Linked DNA regions of Hordeum vulgare: region 1 is linked to region 2. The links are chromatin contacts, called in public Hi-C maps. All regions are on one chromosome and are shown on one strand. Each heading gives the region's core, a stretch centred on a gene start, on an enhancer-like site or on the middle of the called end of the contact. The rest is flanking DNA. Distances are from core to core; before and after follow the strand shown. Region 1 holds the start of LOC123443919 (kinesin-like protein KIN-13B). Region 2 holds the start of LOC123443918 (WRKY transcription factor 22-like).

What was found. A called contact is a pair of places that touch in the nucleus more often than the background predicts.
Region 1: a contact with region 2 is called in a Hi-C map of leaf, with 8 times the contacts expected there. The contact joins the promoter of LOC123443919 here to the promoter of LOC123443918 in region 2. A contact is called at or near these places in 4 of 6 Hi-C or Micro-C datasets (leaf and seedling) and 1 of 1 datasets of contacts at active chromatin or transcription factors (embryo).

The regions. Positions count from the first base shown.
Region 1 is chr3H:381,321,238-381,328,239 of MorexV3_pseudomolecules_assembly, reverse strand. LOC123443919 (kinesin-like protein KIN-13B) reads right to left here and starts at 1,623. Exons shown (of 12, transcript XM_045120482.1): 1 at 1,374-1,623; 2 at 1,115-1,285; 3 at 210-401; 4 at 3-104. The coding sequence starts at 1,472.
Region 2 is chr3H:380,860,563-380,867,572 of MorexV3_pseudomolecules_assembly, reverse strand. LOC123443918 (WRKY transcription factor 22-like) reads left to right here and starts at 2,045. Exons shown (of 3, transcript XM_045120481.1): 1 at 2,045-3,001; 2 at 3,114-3,236; 3 at 3,691-4,831. The coding sequence starts at 2,595. The coding sequence ends at 4,117. LOC123443917 (protein SGT1 homolog) reads right to left here. Exons shown (of 10, transcript XM_045120480.1): 7 at 5,998-6,133; 8 at 5,327-5,409; 9 at 5,123-5,227; 10 at 4,635-5,026. The coding sequence ends at 4,919.

The sequences.
Region 1 (7,002 bases), core at 374-2,873, 460 kb before region 2:
ACCTTAAGTTTAGTCTCATGGACAGTCAAAGAATTTTGTTCAATGTCTATGATATCTTCTTCTTTCTTCGATATCTCCTTTTTGTTCAGAGGTCTTTTGCGCACCTGCATTTAACATTACACATCAAAACTGTAAAAAGTATATATCCTCATAGCTTTGTATGAGCCATTGAGAAAGATTCAATCATCGGGCAAGACAAACAAACATACCACCACTTTGATTTTGGCAACAGGTGCTGCCTTCTCTTTTTCAGGGAAGGCCTTGAGGTAGTTACTTTCAGCAAAAACAGCAGACTTGCTCATCTGCTTGTCTGTACCGAAGCTCATATCCGAATCTTCAAAGCCTCCTCCATTGGCATAACCAAACTTTTCAGCACCATCATACATTCCTTGTACTTGAAACTGTACGTACATATGAATTCTAGTTAATACAGAATTTACAATGTGGGCAATATTATATGACCATTGCTGCAACATAAAATATTTTGGTTTACCAATGATCCTTCATCAGCATATTAAGTACACTACACTATCTAATCTAAAGAACTAAATTTACAGAAATCAATAGCTTATAGTTATGTCGAACCATACAGTGTACGGATTTTCTTCTCCTGAAAAGGAAGGTCAAAACCTCCCAGTCTTTGCATCCCCTGTTGAACTCAGCCATAACTTCATTAAAATAGATGCAAGGCATAGATGCCGAAGCATATATTTGCAAGCAGAGTACATGGCGTGGGCAGCATTGGCAGAAACATGACCAAAATGAAACCCAACAAAAAAACACCTATGGATGCAATGCCACCTGCCACGTCTCACCAGCTAGCTAAAACCGTACCAAACATTTAATTTCGCACAAGTAGCTGAAATTCACCTAAAAAAAGACCAATGCCAAAACAAAAACTAAACAGTCTTAGTTTGCTTTCATATGCCAATAATCCAGAGAAAATTAAAAATACTTCTGAGGACCCATGCGACCATGCCTCGACAACTGGATTCAGAACGTCAGATCAATAACACTTCCTACAATCAAGAATATTACTGTATAATCTAACGCAGCCACAAGGAGATCATCAGAACAGAAGCAGTACTTATAACAATTGCAGCTCTCGTCTTACATCGGGGATAAGCTCGGTATCAAAGGCATGGAGATCGAGCAGCCCGGGGCTGAGCTGGTGCCTCTGCCCCGGAGACTCCCCAGCCGCCGCGTCCCCTCCGCGAAGCCGTGCCGGCGTCGCTGGGTCCACCGACACGAAGATCTCCCCGTCCCCGCGGCGCAGGCCGCCGCGCTGCACGCAAAATCACTCCAAATCCAAATTCATGAGCTGACCGGAGATCACGCGCTGCACGCAGATCTCGAGGAATCGTTGGCCGTACCTGGGTCCACCTGCCGGCACCGCCAGCCGTCCCGGCATTGGAGGGGACATCGAAGAGGAGCTGCTCCGAGGTGTAGCGCCGGCGCCCGCTCGCGTTCATAGCCACCGGCGAGGTAGGGCTCGGGCTGCCGGTGCTGCCCGGTGGACTGGGGAGCAAGGAAGGCAGGAAATGGGGAGGAGCGGGGAGGAGCAGGGGACAACGGGAGGCGGAGCGAGTCGTAGAAGAGGGGAGTAGAGTAAAGGCCTCTCGTTTCGGAGAGCAGTGGATTTGCGGTTTGCACCCTAGATTTCGACTGACGTTGCGCTTTCGCCCCCCAGTTTGAATTTGGAGTGGAAATCAAGGGAACGGGTAGGAAGGGGAAAGTGGGCCGTGATTTGGGGCGAGGGGACCTTTTCTCTTTCGTCCCTGCAGCTTTTTCGGTTCTGGTTAGGCAAGGCCTGTCACCACGGCTGGTTGGTACAGATTTCGTTTCCTTCCTTTTGCTTAATTTATTTATTTATATACAGTAAAAAATCCCGATTTTTAATGAGAGTTAGGTCCTACTAGTACGTCAACTAATGGGGTGCATAATATAGTTCTCCCCGTGTGGACACTATGCCAAATGGAGCTTACATGATCTTTACTCTTCTGTGTGACCCTTGGCCTAATAATGAGGTACCATTGGTAGGACCCTGCCCTAGGTACATATCCCCGTCATTAGCCCCCGAATGAATCGGGGTTCGAGTGATGAAGGGGTCGATGTAAGTTCTTGTTGAGTCGTGCTGACCTTGGTCATTTTCCTGGGATTGATAAAACTCGGGTCGACTGAAATCTCCGTCATTCGCCTTGATCGATTCTGTTGTAAAGTGTGCCCGAGTGATTTTAGATGCTTGGAGTTATTCTGAGTGACTGACGGGATCTTTTGATATGAAGGATCACTGCGGCAGGCCCGGATCTCACGGGATTCGAAATTTCGGTTTCCGCACGCCTCGCAGGGATGACGCAACTGTGAGGGCAAGTGGAGCAACGACGCATCGATTATCGCACCATCATCCTCACCACGCGTCACGTCTCCTCTCATATCGGGATAAGCTGAGATCTGGGGGACCCACCAGTCGGTGACTGAGTCGGTCGGCTATAAATATGCGGCTGGGGCTAGGGTTACGGCTGCGCCTTGATCTTTGATCTCTTCTTGCTTTTCCTCCACCTTCGTCCCACAAGCTTTGCTCAGGATTTCCTTCACCACGGCAGCCATGCCGAAGAGCAAAACCTCCAAGCTCGAGGGTGCCAAGAAGGGCGGCAAGGGGAGGAAGCCAGGTCGGGCCGCAGTGCCATCGGGGTGGATACAGGGGTATTTTCTCCCGTCCACCGTGACGAAGGAGGACGTCCTGGATCTCGTGGAGAACGGGATGGTGGTCGAGAACTCTTGGAGATTGCCGGAGGGGGAGCTTGAGCCGGCACCTCGCGAGGGGGAGCGGGTCCTTCTCCTCACACATGTCGAACGAGGTTTTTCTCTGCCTCCACACCCTTTTTTCTGGGGTTTCCTCTTTTACTTCGGGATACAACTTCACCACCTTCCACCGAATACTGTCGCGTACCTTTCTGCGTTTATCACTTTGTGCGAGTATTTCGTGGGCTACCCTCCTCACCCGGGGTTGTTCAAGCACATATTCAGTTCACGGTCCCAGACGGTGAAAAAAGTGAATCCATGGGACACTAGGACCAATGTCATCCAATTGTGTGGCGGTTTAGGGATCCAGAAAAGGGGTAGGAGCACTTATCCCCAAATGACCCTTCCTGAATCGGTCCGGAACTGACAGTCGACATGGTTCTACTGCAATGATATCGCATCCTCGAACATGTCGACTGGCCTCCCTCCTTTCACCTTAGATCGTCCGACTGCCCCTAGAATACCGACTGTATTCGAGGATGGGAAGGCATAGGTGGAGATGTTGGTGGGTGAGGTGATCAGTTTGGTCAGGAATGGACTGACTTGAATGGATCTGCTGGAGACGTACCTCAGTCGGCGCATCGAGCCCCTTCAGGCGAGGGACCATGCCATGTGGCATTACTCTGGTTCCAAAGATTCCACTCGGTCGCACCCTGAGGAAGTTTCTGAAGAAATGGTAAGCCAATGGATCAAGAGCATCACCGGGCCTTGCGACAACCCCGTGGGATCCAAACGAGCCGCAACATATTCCGCTCAGAATAAGCCACGGAACGTGGTATGTAATATATTTTCCGATTGTGTTCATGTCTTCGTCGAGTGACTGCATACTTGTCCGATGGACTCTGTTGTCTTTGTTCTTTGCAGGAATGGATGAACTTGCACTCTCCTGTACCCAACGGGGAGCAGTTTGATCTTCAGGCGGAAAGTGAAGGCGGCAGTGCCGAGAGTGAAAATGTTAATGATAGCGAAGAAAGCAAAGATGCCTCAAACGACAATGAAGAAGAAGAACAGCCTCCTCCGCGCCGCGAGCCGCGATCTAAACAACGCCACGACCCAGCGGCTGCTCCGAGCAAAACAGTAGCCTCCAGCAGCAGATATGTGAAGCGTGACCGAGCCGCTGCAACTGACTCTGCGGAGAAGGATGTGGAGAAGCCAAAGCCTGACACGCCCAAGCTTCGGAAGGCCTTGCCGCAAATGAGAATTGTCTTGTCGGCCGCCTCAGCATGAGTATTCATCCTTTTCGTTCTGCCATTATGACTTTCCAAGTTTCTGGTAACCGAGTGCAATTTGCTCGTCAGTGCTGCAACTTCGGTATCGGCTCCTGTCGGGGCTGGAGAGGACCATATGGACTTGGACGTCGTGGGTAAGCCTGCTCCTCGACCAGGTATGATAAGTATTTGTTGGAAATATGCCCTAGAGGCAATGATAAATAGTTATTATTATATTTCCTATTTAAAGATAATCATTTATTATCCATGCTATAATTGTATTGAATGAAAACATAGATACATGTGTCGATACATAGACAAAACAATGTCCCTAGCAAGCCTCTAGTTGGCTAGCCAGTTGATCATTGATAGTCAAGGTTTTTTGGCTATATGCAAGTGTTGTCACTTGATAACTGGATCACATCATTAGGAGAATCATGTGATGGACTAGACCCAAACTATGAACATAGCATATTGATCGTGTCGTTTTATTGCTATTGTTTTCAGCGTGTCAAATATTTGTTCCTATGACCATGAGATCATATAACTCACTCGCACCGGAGGAATACCTTGTGTTTATCAAACGTCGCAACGTATCTGGGTGACTATAAAGGTGCTCTACAGGTATCTCCGAAGGTGTCCGTTGAGTTAGTATGGATCAAGACTGGGATTTGTCACTCCGTGTGACGGAGAGGTTGTTGGGGAACGTCGCATGGGAAACAAAAAATTTCCTACGCGCACGAAGACCTATCATGGTGATGTCCATCTACGAGAGGGGATTTCCGATCTACGTACCCTTGTAGATCGCACAACAGAAGCGTTAGTGAATGCGGTTGATGTAGTGGAACATCCTCACGTCCCTCGATCCGCCCCGCGATCCGTCCCACGAACTGTCCCGCGATCCGTCCCACGATCTAGTGCCGAACGGACGGCACCTCCGCGTTCAGCACACGTATAGCTCGACAATGATCTCGGCCTTCTTGATCCAGCAAGAGAGACGGAGAGGTAGATGAGTTCTCCGGTAGCGTGATGGCGCTTCGGAGGTTGGTGGTGATCTAATCTCAGCAGGGCTCCGCCCGAGCTCCACAGAAACGCGATCTAGAGGTAAAACCGTGGAGGTATGTGGTCGGGCTGCCTTGAAAAAGTTGTCTCAAATCAGCCCTAATAGCTCCATATATATAGGAGGAGGGAGGGGAGGCTTGCCTTGAGGCTCAAGGATCCCCAAGGGCTGCGCACCAAGGGGAGGAGGAGTCCTCCTCCAATCCTAGTCCAACTAGGATTGGAAAGTGGAGTCCTTCTCTCCCTTCCCACCTCCCTTTTTTTTCTTTTCTCTTTGATTTTCTATCTATGGCGCATAGGGCCTTCTTGGGCTGTCCCACCAGCCCACCAAGGGCTGGTGCTCCACCCCCAAGGCCTATGGGCTTCCCCGGGGTGGGCTGCCCCCCCCCCCCCGCGGTGAACACTCGGAACCCATTCGTCATTCCCGGTAACTCCGAAAACCTTCCGGTAATCAAATGAGGTCATCCTATATATCAATCTTCGTTTCCGGACCATTCCGGAAACCCTCGTGACGTTCGTGATCTCATCAGGGACTTCGAACAACATTCGGTAACCAACCATATAACTCAAATACGCATAAAACAACGTCGAACCTTAAGTGTGTAGACCCTGCGGGTTCGAGAACTATGTAGACATGACCCGAGTGACTCCTCGGCCAATATCCAATAGCGGGACCTGGATGCCCATATTGGATCCCACATATTCTACGAAGATCTTATCGTTTGAACCTAAGTGCTAGGGATTCGTATAATCCCGTATGTCATTCCCTTTGTCCTTCGGTATGGTACTTGCCTAAGATTCGATCGTCAGTATCCGCATACCTATTTCAATATCGTTTACCGGCAAGTCTCTTTACTCGTTCCGTAATACAAGATCCCGCAACTTACACTAAGTTACATTGCTTGCAAGGCTTGTGTGTGATGTTGTATTACCGAGTGGGCCCTAAGATACCTCTCCGTCACACGGAGTGACAAATCCCAGTCTCGATCTATACTAACTCAACGAACACCTTCGGAGATACCTGTAGAGCATCTTTATAGTCACCCAATTACGTTGCGACGTTTGATACACACAAAGCATTCCTCCGGTGTCAGTGAGTTATATGATCTCATGGTCATAGGAACAAATACTTGACACGCAGAAAACAGTAGCAACAAAATGACACGATCAACATGCTACGTCTATTAGTTTGGGTCTAGCCCATCACGTGATTCTCCTAATGACGTGATCCAGTTATCAAGCAACAACACCTTGTACATAGTCAGAAGACCCTGACTATCTTTGATCAACTGGCTAGCCAACTAGAGGCTTGCTAGGGACAGTGTTTTGTCTATGTATCCACACATGTATATAAGTCTTCATTCAATACAATTATAGCATGGATAATAAACGATTATCTTGATACAGGAATTATAATAATAACTATATTTATTATTGCCTCTAGGGCATAATTCCAACAGTCTCCCACTTGCACTAGAGTCAATAATCTAGCCCTCACATCACCATGCGAATTACATTGTAATAAATCTAACACCCATACAGTTCTGGTGTTGATCATGCTTTGCCCGTGGAAGAGGTTTAGTCAGCGGGTCTGCTACATTCAGATCCGTGTGCACTTTGCATATATTTACGTCCTCCCCTTCGACGTAGTCGCGGATGAGGTTGAAGCGTCGTTTGATGTGTCTGGTCTTCTTGTGAAACCGTGGTTCCTTTGCTAAGGCAATGGCACCCGTGTTGTCACAGAACAAGGTTATTGGATTCAGTGCGCTTGGCACCACTCCAAGATCCGTCATGAACTGCTTCATCCAGACACCCTCCTTAGCCGCCTCCGAGGCAGCCATGTAGTCCGCTTCACATGTAGAATCAGCTACGACGCTTTGCTTGGAACTGTACCAGCTTACCGCACCCCCATTAAGAATAAATACGTATCCGA
Region 2 (7,010 bases), core at 796-3,295:
CTACTTTTATCATATATGATTCACCTTTCATTCTCACAAAACACCTAGGAGCACGTGCTAGAGCTAGCTCTTCACGAAGAGCCCGCTTCCCTTCTCTCTCCTCTTCTTTTTCATCCAACTTAAAAAAAATATAGTATTTTAATCCTTACAGTCTGTTGACTGTACCTTATTGTACTTGCTCTCATACATCCTTCGTCCGGTAATAAGTGTACATTTTCCTTTTTTGTCAGTCAAACTAGTTAAACTTTGACTAATTTTATTTAAAAAGTTGCTAGCATTTATGATATCAAATTAGTATCAATAGATTTATATTTACATGAAGTTTCCAAATATATCATTTTCATGCCGTAAATGTTGCTACTATTTTTTTATAAAGTTGATCAAATTTTAAAAAGTTTGACTAAGTACAAATCTATATGTACACTTATTTGTGGACGAAGGGTGTATGGATGATAGTACTATATGATACTTCCCACTATGACCGTTCATATTCTTTGTTAGAGTATTTTTTTGAGAAGTACACCAGTATCAGATGGCATTAATGACACCCAGATTCCCGAGAGAAGAGTTCTCTGCTCCAGCCATGTGTCTGGAGCAGTCACATAAAAGGGTGTGCGTCGTGCAAGGTAACGCGTCGCCGCGGGCAACCGGCGGACCGGGCAAGTCAACGGAGGCCCCTTGGCTCCCTTGATCAGGCGCTGCTCTCGAAGGTTCAGCATCAGCTAGCTCGTCCATCGGTCATTCCGTCGTAAAAAAAGGAAAGTCGCATCTAGGCCAAGTTGCGGGATTGCAACGCACAAAAAGGGATGGATGGACCATTTCACTTGGTGCAAAGACAGACAGAGAGAGAGCCGTCGGCGTCGCCGGCTACGAGCCCACTATGAGCAACGATCCTTCTCGTCGTGACTGAAACATTGCAATCGGCTAGCTACTCTTTTCGCAAGCGAGTTTCAGTGCGCGCATAATGAAGAAACATTCTCGTGGTAATCCTGTCGTGCCAAGTTTCTATACGGCTCGATATGTAGACGTACGTTACGTAGCATGCAGGCAGCCTAGCTGGCCATCACAGAAGCTTCACGGGTAGTACGGTACAGTAATAATTAAGAGGACGGCAGAAGTTTTTGGTGTATGCATGGGCGTGCTTTATGTTCCAGCTTACCGGGAGGGGTCGGGATGAGGATGGATGTGCCATGTAGCCAGCCGGAGCGGACGGGTGATTGCAACCGGCAACCGGACCGAGATCACGTGTCACTCGGCCCTCAACGGGAAGCACGATGAGGGGATGACTGCACACCCAAACCTAACAGCCGCAGTAGTGGCGATCGGCCAGCCAGCCATGGATAACGTGGACGGACCGAAGCGTACCTGTCATTCAACACAAGGCAGGCAGGCAGGCAGGCACACTTGGTTATCCATATTACGAGTACTACTTATTATCTTCCAATTGTCCATCGCTGTCGTGATGTAAAATTTGCGCGTGGGACGGAGCGGAGCAGAGGGGCTCGGCGCGTGCGCGCCGGGCCCCCGCGTGCGCGCACTAGACAGAGCAGCGCGCGGCGGCAACAGCGGCTGGGCGGGACGCGAGCAAGGAAGAGAGAGAGAGACGACGACCACCGGCCGAGGGGCCGATCCCTCTCGCGTCCTTGTCGTGGCCAAAAGACTCCACCGTCGCTTTGCCACTTATCCCCGCGCCGATTGGAGCGCCGCCCTCGGCCGCTCTGCCCCCACGCGACACCCCCGAACGGCTTGAGAGATCTGACGCATATGGGCGAGATTTTGTGCCACGGCTCCCTCTCTCTGCCCTTTGACATTTACACAAGGTCAGATCCAGAATAACCGACGCCTGACGCGCCCAAGTGGCTAGTCAAGCGCAGCCAATAATATAGGATCGGCATAAATAAAGAGTCAAGCAAGCGTAAAGTTAATTCGCGGCTACTGCTACGTATCTATATTCCCCTGTCCGTGGCTTCTCCTTCTCCTTCTCCTTTAAAGTTAAATGACGCCAGAGAGTTCCCTCCAAAGATTCCACCCTTTTTTCTTCTAGCTCTAGCTCAGCCCTCTCTCCCTTTTGACATTTGGAGCAAAGTCAAACGAAACAATAGGGAAGGGAAGACAAGGCCCTTTTGACAAGTGCGTGCGTGCGTGCGTGCATAGAGCCCCGCCCCCGTATACAATTACACAATACAACAATGGAGAGTGGCTGATCATTTCAAATCCGGACGCGATCTTCTCCTCTCTTATCCCCTGCGCTTGCTGCTGCGAAGCGCGCGCCGTGCCCACCACTTGCCTTTGACTTTACAGGGATCGAGTCATCGCCCTCGTGCCACTCCTCTCGCTCCTCCTGGACGACCTCGAATCATCCACCCAGAGGCCAGAGTCCGTCCGTCCTCCCAGCATACTACGCGTCTACTACACCATGTAGCAGTGGTACAGGCGTACGCGTATATATTTGCCCGGACCGGCCTGCCAGTGCTCAAAGTCAACCCTATCCCGCGCCGGCCAGAACCCAGCCGTCCTCCTCCTCCTCTCTACCTCTCGACCTAGCTAGATCACTTCGTCAAACCTCTCCAAGCTCAAATCCCTGCTCGCCGTTCATGTGCGGCCTGCTTCTGCGCATGGAGCACCTCAACGACTGGGACCTGCAGGCCGTCGTCAGGAGCTGCACCACCTTCTCCTCCCACCCCCAGGACCGCGCGGGTCCTTCTCCGTCTCCGGCGCCGGTGCCGGAGACGACGGTCAAGCGGGAACCACGCGGCGACGTGCTCCGGCCTGCATCCGCGGCCAAGGACGCGCCGTCGCTCTACGGCCTCGAGTACCTGGACTTGGATCACAAGCCCTTCTTGCTGTCGGCACCGTCGCCGCAGTCGTGGGCGGCAGTGGATGACCGCCATGAGATGATGATCTCTTTCCCCGCGGCCGCGTCCACGTCCGGCGTGCGCCCGCGGGTGCCGCCTGGCCGGAAGCCCGGCATACGAACCACCACCCCGCGCCCGAAAAGAAGGTACTGCTTACGTTACATACCAAGTTGATTTCTGCATCCGGCCCGATCGTATATGCAGTGCAAATTGTGATTTTGTTTGTTTGGTGTTGTTGGTGGTGTTGGTGGTGAGCAGCAAGAAGAGCCAGCTGAAGAAGGAGGTGCGCGAGGTGCCAGTGGCCGACGGCGGCGTCTCCTCCGACCTTTGGGCGTGGCGCAAGTACGGTCAAAAGCCCATCAAGGGCTCGCCTTATCCCCGGTAATTAACTAACTATAACCACTTCCACCGGCCCGTTTCCACGCGTCTCTTCCATACACCGTGCATCTCCCTAAAAAAAAACTACAGTACTGCTGTTAACAGATTCTCAACAACTGATTTCTCATAAGATGAGTCAAGGTTTACACAGATTTCTCATTTGGATATAGTACTACTGTAGTTACGAACAGTACATATAATTACGCCTAACATGCATATGAACTGGTGCTTAGAACTTACTAGTAGATGTTAGCCGCTCACCTTGCCAATTTGGCATCACGTTTTGGCCGCTACACGTCACCTGTACTTTTGCAGTACAACACGCATACTCCGGTTGGTACTGCTGTACTCAAGTGGCCCTCCGTACTGCTACCTATCTTATACGTAATCAGTATACGTATAGAAGCACCGGTAATCCTGGTCCGCATACTGAAATTTGTTAGCTTTGTGGTGACAGGGGATACTACAAGTGTAGCAGCATGAAGGGATGCATGGCCCGGAAACTGGTGGAGCGCAGCCCGGCCAAGCCCGGTGTGCTCGTCATCACCTACATGGCCGAGCACTGCCACCCGGTGCCGACGCAGATCAACGCGCTCGCCGGCACCACCCGCCACAAGTCCACCCCTGCCGAGGACCACGTGACGACGACGACCACCTCGCCCAAGAGACACGGCAATGCCCACGAGCCGGTGAGGTGCGAGGATGAAAGCAACGAGACGTCGTCCATGGCGGTGGACGGTACCACTGAAGATGCGGCGGTGGATGACGGCAGCGACTTCTGGCCGACGGAGCTTGACCTGGACGAGTTGTTGGCGCCCGTGGATGGCGACCTGGATCACGTCTTCGACGAGGATGGCGCCCTGGGACGACGGCTCTCGCTATAGCTGGAGAGGAAATTTGTAGCTATAACCTATAGGCACCACCGATTGACAACTTTTTTGCCCCTTTGTTCACACCTTTTTTTTTTTTTTGAGGGAACCCTTTGTTCACCTATTTGCGAAGGAGGGGTCACGCAGCAGGCAAGCAGCCATGTATATGCGTTTGATGTGCGTTTTGTGCTTGATCCCACTCAACAAAATTGATGAAGATTTCTTATGTAGCTCCAGTCAACGGCTGCCTACTGACCAGTAGTCTTGTATACATGGAATTGTAGTTCATCAAGGGCTGAGCATTTGACCACGACAAATCAATAAGAACTAGCCAACCTTCCTGAATCAAACGGAAGGTCTCGGTAAATCGTGCTCCGCTACTACAATAGTGATTCCGCTCTTTTCGCCCGTAATGAAATTCACTTACTAACTTCTAATTTTCCGAGACAATCAGATTACATAAAATTTGAAGATTGATGTGATCAAACTGATCAAACAAGAATGAAGAGTTAAATTTAAAAAAAAGCACAGATTTCAGACAAAAAATAGCACCGTTCCACAGTTGATAGTCTTGCCACCAGTTACAACGGACGTTTTGCACTTCCATACCACAGATGCACAGGTATGGGCTTACTCCATTACCAACTGTAGCTCGCAAAACTAGGATAAGTACTTAAAAGCTAACCTGCCACGCAAACAGCTTACAAATACGGAAACAGAATGAAGACACACATAATCCGACCAACATTGATTTGCAAGTCTGCAGCCATGTTAACACTTACGACCAGGATTTACAACATGGATGATCTGGTTTCATTAATACTCCCACTTCTTGAGCTCCATTCCATCAGGAGGGCTTCCTTCAACCGTCTTTTTCCCGACATCTTTCCAGTTGGTTGAGAGAACGGTTCCATTAGACTCCACCTGAGACAGCAAGTAGTAGTATGATCTCAGTTGCGATCTTTGCCAACACAGGTCAATTGACAAAAGGGGAGCCAAGAGGATGGAGACAGCACTTACAAAGGACTTCATCATTGCTCTACGCATATCTTCATCAGCATCACTGTAAATTTCACGGAAAAACTTGTTCAATGCAGCATCACCGTCAAGTTTCTCATCCTTCTCCTGAAACAAGCTCAAAATCATGAGAAACTTCCATGGTAGGTACTAGGGCAGTAGTGAAAGGAAAGGCTGAAAGATGATATCAGCTGCACACACACAAACCTGTTTTTTCACTTCAGCCTCAAGCTTATCCCAGTCCTTTTTGGATTTTGATGAAGGATAAGATGGCCTCTGGGCTGATTCAGCTGCAAAACAAGGAATACATGGAATGTTTCAGTGACACATGGAAGACAATGCAATATAACACTAACCCAGAAATCAGTTTTGTATAGAACTGAGACACGGTATGCTGTTCATCTAAGAACCCAGAATCACATACACGGTTCAGGCTTAAACTACCTTAGTAGCCATTCTGCGAGCTTGAGGGCTACATAAACAGCCTGGGACTGAAATAGTAAATGTGTTGCGTTTGTTTACATACACTTAGGAGTCAGCGCCATCTAACATTTCATATAATTTTCTCATAGATCTGTTACCCTCAGTGTGCATGACAGTATCTTTCTCACTTGGTACAGAAATCACCATATTCTTGTTGACCATCTTGTCAGGAACATGCCATAAATTTGAGCAAAGTTGGCGCTGGTAATGTCCAGCAGATTTAAAATATTTTAGGTGATTATTTTTCATAAGAAAAACTTGTAGAACAACTACTTCAAATACCATAGAAGAGTCGGTCAGATGTAGTAATAATCAATACAGAAGTTCAATCACAGCAAGGTTTTCCCACTAGACAAGCCTATAATTTTGCTCACATTCAGCCCTCAAGGAATTACCTGGTACATTTATCTTCTGAGGAGCCTTTGGTTTACCAGTATAATCCAGTGATGTCCAAGTTACTGGCTCAGCTTTTGCCAGGCGTATTTCGACCTTTGTAGACAATACAGTATACTTGCACTTATCTGGGACGATCTGATTGTCAAAAACAATAAAATTACCAATGAATGTGCAATAGCTCAAAGCCCATTTACCATGTTATATGACCAAAATACCCATGGGCCAACATGTCAGCTCTCCCTATCCCACTAGTGTGAAGTGTGGGTCCCACTCGGTCCCCAACAACTTTCCTATTTCCTCTAAAATTATCCGCTTGCTTACTCCAGACAAGTGGGGCCCACCCTTATCATGTGAGATAGAGAGAGCTGACATGTGAGTCTAGGGGTATTTTGGTCATATAACATGGTCAACGTGTTAGACCTGACAGTAACAGTGACTAATTGCATTTTTTTTTTGTGTCCAATGGCAATTTTTAGCAAGCATCTCACTGAACAATGGCATTTTGAGCAGTTGTAACCTAAAAAGCATGGACACGGCAGAAGTTGCCGAATCCCCGTGCTGATACGGTCGGACACGGGGATACGCTCGGACACGCGGGGATACGCGTATCCCGCCGTATTTCCTGAATTATGAATTAAAAAAAGAAAAGAAAAGGGAGGACACGGCTGGGACACGTAGGGGACACGCGAAGGGCTTGATTAATCCACCGGTCGGAGCAGCACCCTCCTCCGACTTCAGGCAGCGTGGATCTGGAGCACCCTCCCGCCGCCGTGCTGCCGCTGCGCCTCTGCCGCTGCCGCAGCTGCTGCTGCTGCGCTTCGCTGCCGCAGTTGCTGTTGTGCCTCTGCTGCTGTGCTTCGTTGCTGCCATTGCTGCAGCGGCAAGAGGAGCACGCTGGGAGGAGGGGGGTGGCAAGAGGTGCTGCGGGGGGAGTTGAGAGATCCATCGCTGGGAGGAGGGGCAATGGCAAGAGAGTGGCGGCTTGGTCAAAGCATTAGGGCAGAGAGAGATA